Linked DNA regions of Mus musculus: region 1 is linked to region 2. The links are chromatin contacts, called in public HiChIP or PLAC-seq maps. All regions are on one chromosome and are shown on one strand. Each heading gives the region's core, a stretch centred on a gene start, on an enhancer-like site or on the middle of the called end of the contact. The rest is flanking DNA. Distances are from core to core; before and after follow the strand shown. Region 1 overlaps Gm31279 (a long non-coding RNA gene). Region 2 overlaps Osbpl3 (oxysterol binding protein-like 3).

What was found. HiChIP or PLAC-seq counts read pairs in DNA pulled down with a chosen protein or histone mark.
Region 1: an H3K27ac HiChIP or PLAC-seq map of embryonic fibroblasts shows a contact between it and region 2, with 8 times the contacts expected there. The contact joins two enhancer-like sites. A contact is called at or near these places in 1 of 39 promoter capture datasets (the HPC-7 cell line), 1 of 15 datasets of contacts at CTCF or cohesin (the NIH/3T3 cell line), 45 of 484 Hi-C or Micro-C datasets (B cells, the Ba/F3 cell line, the C2C12 cell line and 27 more), 19 of 115 datasets of contacts at active chromatin or transcription factors (the NIH/3T3 cell line, PVALB interneurons, T-cell acute lymphoblastic leukemia and 15 more) and 4 of 9 other capture datasets (adipose tissue, embryonic stem cells, liver and 1 more).

What each region holds. Positions count from the first base shown.
Region 1 is chr6:50,522,068-50,529,347 of GRCm38.p6, forward strand. All of the region lies in intron 1 of Gm31279 (a long non-coding RNA gene), which reads left to right. Among named protein-coding and RNA genes, the nearest start is that of Gm26289, 14 kb to the right of the region's middle. Within about 2 kb of position 5,109, at least 68 of the 459 cell types and tissues checked have an H3K27ac peak or open chromatin away from gene starts, as enhancers often do. A contact at or near this core is called in the C2C12 cell line, the NIH/3T3 cell line, PVALB interneurons and 3 more, where this site is marked.
Region 2 is chr6:50,351,862-50,358,947 of GRCm38.p6, forward strand. It overlaps Osbpl3 (oxysterol binding protein-like 3), which reads right to left. Exons shown (of 24, transcript NM_001347213.1): 4 at 1,124-1,240; 5 at 923-976; 6 at 1-96. Among named protein-coding and RNA genes, the nearest start is that of Gm52900, 26 kb to the right of the region's middle. Within about 2 kb of position 3,675, at least 99 of the 459 cell types and tissues checked have an H3K27ac peak or open chromatin away from gene starts, as enhancers often do. A contact at or near this core is called in the C2C12 cell line, the NIH/3T3 cell line, PVALB interneurons and 3 more, where this site is marked.

The DNA of each region.
Region 1 (7,280 bases), core at 3,859-6,358, 170 kb after region 2:
TATCGGCACATAATCTAAGTGGTCCACATGCATTGTGAGTCACTTGTCTTCCAAAGGATCAAGCCAGACACAGTTGTTACTTTTGGCTGTTTGTTGGCTAGGGGTGAATTAGTGTGCATTAGTGCTCTTCACATGAATTAGTGTGCATTAGTGCACTTCACAGTGAATTAGTGTGCATTAGTGAACTTCACAGTGAATTAGTGTGCATTAGTGCACTTCACAGTGAATTAGTGTGCATTAGTGAACTTCACAGTGAATTAGTGTGCATTAGTGCACTTCACAGTAAATTAGTGTGCATTAGTGCACTTCACAGTGAATTAGTGTGCATTAGTGCACTTCACAGTAAATTAGTGTGCATTAGCGCACTTCGCAGTGCATGTTTGCGACCGATGATCAACACTTTCTCTTTAAGGGGCAAGTTTGTCCATTTGTCATCATGTTTTCACATACTTGATGTGACCTGAAACCCTGATGATCATGTGAGAAAGTCCTTCTCTCCCAAAGACTATGACACCTTTTCATTAGAAATGGGGGTTGCTTTTGAGACCGAGGAGGACGACAAAGATCTCCCCCTTTTAACCCAACAATGGGTAGTCAAGAAAAGGCACGACTCCCCAGGATATCCTAGAGCATTCCTGTGGACCCAGCTGCCTCACCCATGAGGGGTTATCTTGGAGGAAATGACTATGTTTATATGGATTTATACCTAAGCAGTTGTGTCACAGAAGGGCAGTTAGTTGTGTCACCTATACACCCGAGTTAAAGAGACAGAGACCCCTTTCTCAAAGTGACCCAGTGATGGGCCTGAGACCGTGAGCTGAGCGGTGGTCTGTGATCAGCGAAGCCTTTTCTGTGGCAGGCAGAAATATTGTCAGACTAAGGATTACCATCCAACATCCTAAGTCATCCCAGACCGCGTGACCTGGCTACACAGAGGCTATCAGCTGACTCATATGCCAATGTGACTGCATGAAGAAGCCCTTTGTGGGTTGGTGAGAGTCTTTTATTGGGATCAATTTGCTCCCAGAAAACATCTTGGAAGCTCACCGACATGGTAGTCACAGATCCTCAGTAAGTTTGGCAACACTAAGAATACTGCTACAAAGTCCTAAGAAAATAAGTTTAAAAAAAAAAACTGAAAATTGAGATGCAATAGATTTAAATGAAGTTTTGGTCCTGCCACTGTTGTTGATTTGTTGTTGGCACTGTCAGCCGTGAGAAGATTAGAAGCTGTGTCAATCGGCCTCTGTTGCTGTGACAAGATGCCTGAGTGAATAAACTGAGAAGGAGGATGGGCTCATGGCTCCGCAGCCCCCAGCCCAGGAGCACTTGGCCCTGTTACTTTGGGGTGAACGGTAGCACAGTACAAGATGGTGACTGGGACAAGGTTGGTCAAGACCAGGTGGTACTTTTTAACCCTCTGAAATACCAACACAGGTCAAAATGTTCCAACAAAGCTTTAAATTCAGTCCCAGTGATCTGTCCCCTGTCTTCAAAAAAGACACATGCCCCCTTTCTTTCCCTCATTCAGTAACCATGGAGCGCCCATCCACTATATGTCCGAGTGCTGGGGGGACTGTACTCATTGAAGTCCTGCCCTCCTGGAACCAAACAATAAATATGCTGACAACCTAAGGGCAGGAGGTGGTGGGTCCAGTAAGGAAAACCGAAGCAGAGCAAAACCATCTTTGTGCCAACCCCAGGAGAAGGGAGGATTCCAAACCAAGGGAGTAGCCATTGAAAGAAGTGGGGTGGAGTGAGCAGGTTTCAGTGCTGAAAAGGTTAAAGTAGGAGAGGTCTCAGAGAGCTGGGTCCCTAAGGCTGGGCAGGCCTTAGAGAGCCATCTGGAGATCATCTTCAGGATGCAGAAGTGAAGTCAGCCGAATGTTCTGAGCAGGGCATGGTGGCTTGATCTGACTTATTTTGCTACTTTGGTAAATGTATATTTTGTTTAGCGTGTGAAGAATAGATTGCAAATGGTGGTCCAGGGTCAAAGCAGTGAGCCCACCTCAATGGCTAAGACCTTGCCGACCTGCTCCGTGGAGGTGGAGGTTTGGATGTGACCTGTTCCCCACAGTTCATGCCTCAGGACTGGGTCCTTGAGGTGGAAGTTTGGGGAGGTAAGTGTAGTGGGAGGTGCCTAGGTCAGCTGGGGCAGGAACTCAGAAGGATTAGATGTCTCTTTTTTTCCCCTCAGTTCTAGATTCTGTCTGATTTCTCTACTTACTGCAAACACTGCTCTGATATATTCACGGTCTCTACTTGCTTGCCTCCGTTTTCTTCCCAGTCTTGTTGCTCCGTGTTCTCTGAATAGTGCTTGAAAGGGCTTTGTTCCGATGGCCTGCTGGACCCTCCCGGTCTCTCTGGTTTCTAGTTCCAAAGGTGAACTCTTCTTCCCTCAAGCAATCCTGCAGCTGCGATAGACCGCACACAATGCTACCCGGGGACCCAGTCCCGAAAGCACACCGCCACACTGAGCTGTTTGGATTTTGGCTAAATAAATCCTTTTTTCTTCATAACTAGCCTGCTTTTGATGTTTCATTATAACAATGAAAACTATGTTATTACAAGGTGTGATCATGGAGATAGAGAGAAATGCTCTGTTAATGATACACTTGGATGGGATCCCAGCACTCAGGAGGCTGAGCAGTAGAGAATTAACTGGGTTCTCAGATGATTTTGAGAGCAAAGAATCTGTGATGATTCATTAGGGCCTGGCCTGAGGAAATGGGGTGCATAAAAACACCAGTCTGAGGTAATCCAATCACAAAAGAACACACATGATATGCACTCACTGATAAGTGGATATTAGCCCAGAAACTTAGAATATCCAAGATACAATTTGCAAAGCACATGAAACTCAAGAGAAGGAAGACCAAAGTGTGGATACTTTGCTCCTTCTTAGAAAATGCCCATGGAAAGAGTTATAGAGACAAAGTTTGGAGCTGAGATGGAAGGAAAGACCATCCAGTGACTGCCCCACCCGGGGATCCAACCCATATACAACCGCCAAACCCAGACACTATTGCATATGCAAGAAAGATTTTACTGACAAGACCCTGATATAGCTCTCTCTTGTGAGGCTATGCCAATGCCTGGCAAATACAGAAGTGGATGCTCACAGTCATCTATTGGTTGGAACAGAGGGCCCCTAATGAAGGAGCTAGAGAAAGTACCCAAGGAGCTAAAGGGGTCTGCGACCATATAAGAAGAACAACAATATGAACTAACCAGTACCCCCAGAGCTGTGTCTCTAGCTGCATATGTAGCAGAGGATGGCCTAGTCAGCTATCAATGGGAGGAGAGGCCCTTGGTATTGCAAAGATCATATGCCCCAGTACAGGGGAATGCCTGGGCCAGGAAGCAGGAGTGGGAGGGTTGGGGAGCAGGGCGGGGGATGTATAGGGGGCTTTGGGGATAGCATTTGAAATGTAAATGAAGAAAATATCTAATAAAAAATGCCTAAAAACAAAACAAAAACACCAGTCTGAAATGGATGAGGGTTGAGTAGAGTGAAGAGAAAAATGAAGAATCGGGTGCTGATTTGTGAAGGTTGAGACACTTTTGATGAGAAATCGGAGGTGTCAAAAGTCAGCCAGACACAGATGCTGGAGTGGCAGAAAGAATCTGGGGGCAGTGTATGCTGATAGTGCAGTAAGTCGTAGGGCCATATTACGTTACCTTATTCTAGTTTCATTTCTGTTGCTGCTGACAGAAAGCAACTTAGGGGAGGAAGGAATTTATTTCAGTTCACAATTACAGGTGACAATGCGTCACTGCACTGAAGTCTCAGTGACATGAGCTTGAGACAGTGGGTCGCATCACACCCACATCAAAAGCAGAGGGCGATGAGAGCCTCCGTACTGATTTGCTTGCCTGCTTACGCTCAACTTCATTTCTCTCCTCATAATACAGTTCCGGACCCCTTCCATAGGGAATGCCGACACCGCAGTGGGCTGGGCCTTCAATTAACCTAATTAAGAAAATCCCCACAGACATGCCCGTGGGCCAAGCCAATGTGGACAATCCCTCATTGAGACTCTCTTCCCAAGGGATTACTACAGTGATACAATTGTATCAATTTGACAATTAAAGCTAACCACAAGAGGAGCTGACATGCCTAGAGAGGAAGGCCAGAGGTTTAACCTCTCTGGAAGGCCAGAGGTTAAAACCAGAAGAGTGCGACTGGGAGACAAGAGCGTTGCACCTGAGGGAAGGCGTTACAACCCAGGTGAGAGAGGGCAGTTCAGCTGTTCCACGGGTCTGGCAAGCAGTGTTTGCAGAGAACACTTCGGCAACAAGACTGACTAGGAAGAAAATGGAGGCAAGGAAGGGGAGACAATGAGTATATCAGATCAGTGCTTGCAGGAAGTAGAGAAATCAGACAGATTCTAGAAGTGAGACAGGCCGTGTGAAGGGGCCTCTCTGCAAAGGGGCGATAGGGCAGCGTGGCTGCTGCTAAGAATGATTCTCTAAAACAGAAAGAAACAATGGTGCTAGAGAATACACACTTCAAAACAAACATCCCAGTGTGTCAAAGCTCTTGGGATTTAGGACACGTGTCTGTGCCCATGTGCTTGCTTCAGAGCACCTGGAGTGAGAACCCTGCGGGTACAGTCCAGAGGGAGCAGAGCCAGATGGCAGCAACTCGATGCTTAAGCCTCTCCTGTGAACTATGACCTATTATAGCATGACATTTGGCAACAGAATTTTAGATTTAATTTTTGTTCTTCAATCCATCCCTTAAAAAAAAAAAATCTAAAATAGGAAAAGGACAGAAAGGTGCAAAGTAGAATGGATTGCTAGGATTCAACAGCGACACCTTGTGGTAGTGAGGTGAATGGCACTAGGTAATAAGTTCCTTCTGGCCGCACATTCCCTTCTACACCACAGAATCCAAGGCTGACCCCCTTCTAGTGTGCGTGTGCGTGTGTGTGTCAGAGGGTGTCTCTTCATATAGGCAAAGATGGTATTTTCCAATGGGGAAAGTGGGTTCTCAGAGTCACATTTAATAATTTAATTCTCTTCTGTGGGTTTGGAAGGCTGAGTTCCCACCTGAGTTTCTGAACTTGGGCTGTCACAATTCCTTTGTTATGTAAAGTCAGACAAGTCTCAGAAGGGACTGTGGCCAAAGTCTTGCCACAGGAAAAGGCACTTGGTCCTAGGGATTCCTGTTGTCTTGTAGTTTACAACCTCTCTTAAGATCCATAAAGAGAACTGTGGTTAATTTTGATTTTTTTTTCTTCCTATAGCTTAATGCTACAGAGGGTCGTGAGGTCCTGGAGAGATTCCCTGATACAGTAACTCAGACAGTTTAATTGGTGAGGGACAGATTAAGTTCTCAATATTTAAAATAACAAAACAAAAGTCCTGAAAAGAATGAATTGTGTAACTAGATGAAAATATTCAAAACTAATAAAAGGGGAAATTTGTGTAGCTGAAAAAAAAATGTTTCTGCCCTGACGTAATAATGAAAATACCAGAAAAGGTCATCGCTCCTATGGGACTATTATGGGATTGGGAGATCCGTGGGTGGCACTCGCAAATCAGCCTCACAGTTGGATTCTGAGACAAATTAAACCTGAGTCAGAGTCAGGGCGTGAGCCTCCACTATGCCTGCTAAAGGAGACCGCTTCTCAGCCCGTCCCAAGCCAGCATGGATTTTTACGTTAGTCTCCTCTCAGCCGGCTTCAGATACAGAGAAAAAAATGGTGTTTTGTTGGAAACTGTATTTTCTAGACTCCCCCCTCCCCCAAGTCAGCCCCTCTAGGGGTTTCCCATTCAGGTTCTGTGGAGGCCATTTGGTGACTGAAAGAAACAAATTACTGATACAAAACCATTTTTGCCCAGGGCTGGTCAGGGTCCCACCATCTATGCTTCTACCCCAGTACTCTTCAGTGTTCCTCGGCTGTGAAAATGCTTCCTAGCCTCCTCATGCTCAATGCTGATTGAAGGACCCTTACTAGTTTTCTTATTAGTAACACCCTGAATATATCTTCATTTTTACATCTGTATTGATCTCATAATTAAATCCTATGTTGAAAAAAATAATCTTAAAAAATAAATTTTGAAGTCATAAAAATACTTTAAACATTCTCCTTTTGAAAATTATTATTGCTTTGAGCTTTGAAAAAAAAATCTTAGAGGAAAACGAAGAGGTGGGGTTGTGGGGAGCAGGATACGCATGCTCCCCTCTCAGAGGACACGTTCAGGAGTTGCTGCGGCTTTGCTCCCTCCTCATTTTTGAGGTGAGGCCTTGCCTGCCTGCCTGCTTCTAGCTGAGCTTGCCCACGCATTTCTGAGCCATTTCTCCGGCTCTGTCTCCGTCTCTGTCTCCCACCTTGAGTTGAAGTCCTGAGAACCCAAGTGCTCATTATGACACCTGGCTTTTTCTTAGGTTCCGGGGACTCCTGACTCTGGTCACTGGGCTTGGAAGGCAAGTTCTTTACCCACTGAGCCATTTCCCTGGCTCCGCTTCTTACCGGCTATTCTTGTTTTACATAGTCTTTGTTTTTATATAGCTTTTACCTTGTCTTAAATCTAAAGTATGACTAAGAAACGGGAAGTGAGCGCTTGATAACCCGGGTACTAGGTGACTTCAAGACTTCTGACCCAGATATTCTGGAATATTTTATGCATCTTTGAACAGGAAACCCAGAAGTAAAATTTCTTGTCTGGTGTGACTGTTTTCTAAAAATTGTGATAAAATATAAAACTTATCATCTTAACCCTTCTAATGACTTGAAGGAAAATAATTATAAACCAGGAGCTCCATAAAAGAATATGATTGGCCAGGAAAGGACAACGCCTTAGCCACATTCCGGTCAGAACCCGACCGACCTGTGTCTGCTTTTGGTTTTCACCAGACAGATTTTTTCACAATTTAGAACAAAGCAGATTTGGAGACTGCTCTATTTGGTTACAGAGCGTGGGCTGCCACCGCCCGCCCCACTCCACCTCCCGCCCCCGCCACCCCCGTTCCTACTGTCAAGGTTGGAAACTACAAATCCTTCATTTAGATAAAACTGTAAAAGGAAAGCCAGAAATGCGATTTCTTGTAATTTCCATGCTGCCTGTAACTAAAAATAGACAAGGCGGAAAGCAAAGAGACCATGGCATTTAGCTCTCACTCTTTGCCTGGCTGGATTTAGAGTCCATCAGTAGCGGGAGGCACTCCTCTCCACCTCTCGCTGTTATAGGAGTGGATGAACTCGGGGAGAAAGACCGTCCCTGGGGTGAGTGGACCTGGCCGTGGCTGCACTCTGCCCCCGAAGAGAAGC
Region 2 (7,086 bases), core at 2,425-4,924:
CTCCTCCGTGTCTAGGTCGATACACTTAGACGACTTCTTCACAGACATCACAGAGAGCCCCACGTCAATGCAGCCATGCAACTTCTCCCGCTCAATCTACAGAAGCACAGAGAGGGCTGCTTGTGAGTCACAGCAGTCAAGGCGGTTGTAACATCCTCCCTGGTCCCCTGCCACCTCATCTTCTACATCTGCCAATGCGAAACCTGGACGCTACGATTGATGGAGCGCTCCACCCAAGCCGGACCTAGTTAAGTGTTGCACACGGACTGCATTCTTTCTCTGAACAGAAGCACTGGCCTTATCTCACAGATGAAGAGACTGGAGGACAGAAGTCTAAATAGGAGTTTTCATAGCCAGGATGCAAGCCAAGGAGCGGAAACTCCATGAGTTGACTCGAAGGCAATACAAGCAAGAGGCATTGCCTTTCCCTTGAACAGTGCCTGTTGTCTACTGTCATCCATAACCGACTTAAAGGGAAGAATAGAGACAAACTAGGGAGGACTCGAATGGCCAGGAAAGAGGAGAGCGCCCTATGAGACAGGCCCGCTGGTCACTCAGAATCCTCTAGACCAACCAACCTCCTAGGGTTAACTCAAGAGGAAGTCCACATTAGCCATGGCTTTCTACACTAAGCCCCTCAGTCACCGGGAGAGTGGGAAGAACGCTTGCCACACGCTCTGTTCCTGTGATTAGCTAAAACCAGAGCAGACCTATGGAACGCAGTAAGTAAGGTGTCCTGCCCCTTCTCCTGGTGGTGAATGGATCTCTCCCAGATCTAAAGCTAAGACAGCAGGGGTCGGGGTGGGTGGAGAGGGGGCTCTGTGGCACTGGAAAAACCATTACCCACAGGGCACTGCGGCTCTGGGCTGCCCTGGAGCACCCTGCGCAGGTCTTCAGTATCACACTGGGTAAGAAGACTTACATCAGCTTGGCTCTTGGCATATTTCAAGATTCCCTTTTCCAGGCAGAAGAATCTCTGTGGGGAAGCAAACAGAACTTAGCAAAACACGCATGCTAACATCCCTCCTCCGGTCTCCAAATTCAGATAGAATATTAGTTCTCAAATTTAATACTGAGGGTAGAGTGTGTGCCCACCAGGGAGCGGCCACCACTGATGTCTTACCTTGTGCCAGCCTTTTAAGGGCCACTTCCTCTTTTTCAGCAAAAATCCTTTCTGCACTGGCGGCTCCTGGGTGTAAGTCATTTCCCCTCTCAATCCTTCCACGACTTCCCAGCTGTCCTGTCCCAGTGGAAGAAACAGGCCAAATGTCACAACTTTAAAAGGTAGTAACACTAAGCAGCAAGCTACTGAGAAACGATCCAAGACAGGGAGCCTGGATACATTTGATAAGAAGAAATGTAAATTTAATTCCCATCCATTTATTGGACTTTATAGATTCAAGGCTGTAGTTTAATAGCATCAAATTGGATTTCTTTAAAAAGAGGCTCTTTTTAAAAATAAAAAAAGAAGGACTGTATCTCTTTTTTTTAGTCTTTGACAGCACAGTTGAAGGGAAAGATCTTACTGTGAATTGCATTTTTGCTCACTTTGATGTCATCTCACGGGTACTGTTCAGTCAGCAGAGTTCAGGCTAATGTTAACCAATGTCACATACGTCAGCAAGAAGCTGTATGTGTCTGTGCACTGTGCATGATAGGGGAATGGCTGGAAAGTGGGGTGACAGAGACGACACAACAGTTGAGGGTACCTGCGGCTCTGCCAAGGGACCTGAGTTCCAATCCCAGCCCCACATCAGGTGGCTAACAAATGCCTGAACTCTAACCCCAGAGGATCTCACCTCCCACCCCTACTGGCCTCCATGGGCAGTCACTACACGCCTGTGTAGTGATATATACACACATATACACACACAGTGACATATACACACACAGAGACATATAGACATAAGTAAAAAGTATTTGAAACTGAAGTATCTGCAAAATGGAATTGGATGCAAGCTAGGGAACCTTTTGAGCTGACTGAAACAGTGGCTCCATGGATAACTGTCTCCAAATTCTAGGGGTTGAAGTAGCAGAAACGCAAAACCATCGGAAAGAGTTTTGTCTGGAGTATTTTTCCCCCTTTCTCTCAGAAAATTTTAACCCCCCCCTTTCTTATCCAAGAGACTTTTCTTTTTAAGACATGCTACAATCCCAGGACTTGAGTGTCTGAGGCTGCCTATGTCACACAGCAAGGAAAAAAAAGAGCAAGCAACACGAACAACAACAAATTCTTTATAATTTGGGCCTGGGTTCTTTTTTAGTTTTGAAGGAGCACAAATGGCTGCTTTAATTAATTCCCCCATCATTGGCTATTGAAGTTATTCCTACTAAATGAAAACAAATTTCAAAAGTAATCAAAGGAAAAATAATAAAAATTCTGAAATTTTCTTTTAAAATACTTAAATCATTGCTTGATGATGATGATGATTGGTTGATTAGGACATAATACACATGGAATGCACACACTGGAATACAACTTGAGTCTGGATACATACACTAGATACAATATAAAATATCTCTCACAATGGGTAATATAGTTTTGCATACGTATGATACTGGAGAAGATCTCTTGTTTGACTCTGGCTTTGAGTCAAAGCTCCCACCCCTGGGCAGATGGCACAGCTAGAGGCCAACTAGTGGTCGCCAGGAGTTAGATCGCATATCGGGATCAGCCCCAGAGCAGAGGGCAGGGAGAGGTCCTGCAGGGCTCTTTTCCATCCTTCCCAAAGCCCAGCGCATCCTCTCTAGCAACCTTCCCTACATCAGCAACTGAATTCTTTGATCAACTGCCTTTTATCTGAGTCCTTTTCACTGTGAATGGAGATAAAGACACAGCCTAGTTTTTAAAAATAACCACTGTAGGTATCTCAGAATCTGGAGCTGTAAAAGGGATTTCTTCAATGGTTGAAAGGGCGATGGTGGGTGCTATTCAGTGTTTAATTTAGAGAAACTTTTTGGCGAGGTAGCAGCACTGAATGAGATTTTGTTATAATAACCACCAGCAGCTGTCCAGCCGCTCAATTACGCCCAGACAATAACAGGGAAACTGTCTGCTTAGTGATAAGCAGCTCAGCACACTGCCTGTAAAACACCAAACGATCCTGAAACCTTTCACTTCAGCTTGCAAAGCCACTGCTAGAACCGTGCTTTACCCGTTTCAATGCTGTGACTCTCTAAGGCCCCACAGTGACGCCGCTCCTCCAGAGGAAAGCATTCCTTCACCCCCTGACTCCATCACTCCAGTGTTAAACCTTTCTTCCAAGGACTTCCCCTTGCTCGTGGTAGTGTGGATGAGGCTGAGCCCCTTGAGAGCACCTCCCATTTCCTCCTGCCTTGGGAACAGGAGGCTCCTGATAACTAACTCTAGCTGTGGAACAAAAGCTACAGGCTCATGTTCCCGGAAGGCTATATTGTGGCACACATTCGAATTGTGTCCAGTGTCCTTAGGTCAAATGACTGTTTTCAGATTACATACAATAGGCCCGCACTTGTGAAAGATGGGTGTGTGTGGTACCATCACATAAGAATCCTCGGCCAGTCCTATAGAAAGCACTCAAGTGGATCAGCCTTCCGAGTTGTCCTCAGACTCCCAGGCAAAAGGCAAAGCACAGAGCACTAACTCTAGGACAGCCGCCACGTCTGCTCCGTTCCTCTCAGTTGCACTCAGTGCAAATTCCAGGAGGGATGAGTCATTACTCCATGCTTCCCAGAGTAGGGGAAACGTAGATGTGGTCTTACCCATGGCTGAATGGGAAAGAAGAACAGAATTTCAAACGTGGCTTTACTGACTCTGGTGAGAAAGGAGGTACCCCAGAATTCTGGAGATAGGGTTTTCTCCTCCCTGGGGTTTATAGTAGGTTTGCTCTCCCTTCAAGTCAACAATTGAGGAAGGGCATGTATTTATGTTCCTGCTAAATGTCATCTGTTTGTAGGTTTCATCTTCTTCCAAGGTTAAGAACTTGAAAGTGCTGGCGAGCAGAAAAGCCAGATTTACCCCATGAAGAAAAGGCAGGCTCTCCTTGGCTGGGAGAGAAGGTGCAAGGGCCCTTTGTAGGCCCTGTCTTCATCATTCAAATGCTTGCTTCTTCCTAAGTCACTGCTGAGCTAGCTGGTGACAGCTAAGATGCAGCCTCGATCTCCGAGGCTGACAGTGGCCTGAAGCTGTTCCCTCGGAGGCTGGGGAATCTGGGGCACTGCTGATTGACAGCGTTGGGAAGAAGTCTCTTGCATCTCAGCTTCAAGTGAAGGGACAAAAAGACAATAAGAAACTTTCTGAATGAATCCCCAGCCTGGCACAATGACAAGGGTGTCCCACATCCAGAAAGATTCTGCAAGTGCCATGAGACATCTTTGTAAATAAGGACCTGCTTGATGTCAGTTACCTAGAAACAGCTCAGCTCAGCCGTTAAGTCTGCTCGGCAGGAGTCAACTCAGTGGTAAAGTAGTCACTGTGCACTACCAGGTAATTTATCATTTAATTAGCTCATAAGTTGCTGATTTTGCATTTGAGCCCCATAGCTCAAATTTTCTTTCCAAACTACCATAGAGACTATCTTCTTCACCTTGTGCACAACTCCAGCAGCGTGGCGCATACGGGGTAGCCACTCAGAGGATTCTCTACGTGGGATTTGGTGCAGTCTCCAGTCAAGAAAATAGATTAAACTCTCGAATCAAGTCAAGGACACTAGGTCGTTGGCTTCACAGGAAAGGGTTGAGTTGCAGTCACAGTTCATAACATTCCCCCGGAGTCACAGGAATACTAAATACGGGGGTGTTGGAAACACATAAATGAATATTGTAACACCACAGAAGGACTGGAGAGATCGTTCTGGATCCACACAGTCATGAGCCTTTTGTCAGTTCGCTGACCTAAAACAGTCCATAGCAGATATTAATAAATGTGCTGAAAGAGTCAGAGAAACTGTTCCCGTGGCTAACATCACAGTGGACACACTTTATGATGAGGCTGAGGCCTTCAACCCTTCAACCGCAGGTTTGTTAGGATTCTTTTTTTTAAGGTAGAAAGTGAGGAAGAGAATTAGGTATATTTCCTGCTGTGGTCAAGCTACCAAGTGCCACAGATACCCCATGGCACAGCCTACGAGATTTTAATTATTCTGCCCTCATTGGAAAGTGTTATTTTTCCCATCTTTAGATGTGTACATTCCAGTGAACAAGGTAAGGGGGGACATTGCGGGTGAATCCTGGCCCACCTCTAGACTCTGGAAGAAGGAGCTCAGAAGCCCTGGGCCTGCTCAGAGCTCCTAGCTCTCTGGTCACTGGCGTACAAGTGTGTAAGAAATCAGCCCGTGCATTTCACTGCTGCTAACCCTTTGCCCATTTCCCCCTTCCTGCCTGAACTCCTGTCTAACCTCCTTCCCTGGTGAAATTCTATTTCTACGAAAACCTTCTCTTCCCTGAAGAAAGCCCCTCCCTCTTTTGAAGAGAAGTACTAAGAATGAAAACCTAGCTTCTTCTGCATGCCTTTCCAGCTAGAATGTGGGTTCCTTGCCTTACCAGTCTTGTTTATTATCATCTGTGTCCTCAGTAAATATCAGCTGAGCAAGTCTGACAGCAAGAGTCTATGGAAAGGGCACTGAGTGCCCACTCATTGTGGTATTCAGAAAAATCAGACGCAGGCTGGGAGACGGTTCAGTGGATGAAGGTAGTGACTATTATGCCTAAAAACTTGAGTTCAAGCCCTGGAAGAAGAGCCATGAGAGAAGAGAACAGACCCCAGGAAGTTGTCCTCAGATCGCCGCACATGTGCCAGGGCAATGGATATGTGCACATGTGTGTGCCTAAACACACCTGTGTATACACACAGAGAAACACAGAAACTCACAAACACAAACCAATGTAATAAAAAATAAATTTGAGGAGCCAGTGTTCCAGACTAAAGGGTCCGTGGAGGAGTGGCACCTGGTGCCCTCCATATACCATGCCGCTCTGAAGATAGGGAATGCACCCTGAGTGAGGTGAATACCAGAGACACACTACAGGACAGATTTGGGCCACCACAGACATCAAGGTCCTGCAATGGCTAACTCTGCTCACTGAGCCTAATACTGAGTCTAATATGCAGGGTTAATGTCTCATCCTGCATGGATCAGGCTGAAAGGTCATCAAGACCATGAGACAGAGAGAGAAATGTGGCTGCAATTTCTCAAGACTTCTGCAAAAGCCCAAACGAGGCCGATCTGGCCGTCATCTGGCGTTGAGTTCAGTCTATTTTACAGAACGTCTAAAAAGTGCCCAAGATAGAAGCTGCTTTGTGATTAGAAAGGCGGCTAGGCATTGATTCATGCTCTTGAGTGGGCCAAGTTCATTTCCATAGTGCTGAGTGCACGGATCGCAAGCGCTGCTGCCTTCCTTCCAGCACAGCTGTGTGCACGCTGCACCGCTCCCAGGCCCCTCGCACATGCCCAGTTCTCAGCTCCCCTGGCTGACTGTGATATCAGAAATAGAACCGACTGAAACTTCCATTCTTCCAGCAGCTGAGAAGTGTGGAAAGGGATCTGGCAGGACTGAAGAGCAGGTTGTTCTAATTAGTCTGTAATCACTTTACCAGGTTTTTAAAACCCAGAGGGCAACGTCCAGCATTAACTCACGCGGCCGCTGATTACACACATCATCAGTGAGTTTAAAGGCATTTTGATCTTGTAAAACCTGTCACGACAGGCTAAAGGTCAGTAGCACCACCTTTCACGATTTTTCTATGGACACGTGGAAGTACCTGACAGCAGAACAACCACTCTGAGGTCAGACCAACTGTATACTTAGACTGCAATCACATGAGCTGGAGTTGCCTTTTGTTAAGCGTCTCTCAGCGAAGGTTTTACAAGTGCCAATAGGGCAAAGAGCAACAGAAAGAGAGAGAGAGAGAGAGAGAGAGAGAGAGAGAGAGAGAGAGGAAACTATTCAGAGGCAGACTGGTGTGTGAGGGCCAAATGCAAGGGAAATCATTGGGTGATCCTGTGAGCACCCATCTCAGTTCACAGGCTGGGGAGGGGAGAGCCTGTGGACACATATCCCAATTCAGGGGTGGGGGAGGGGCTGAGCGTTAGTCATTGGCTGGACCAC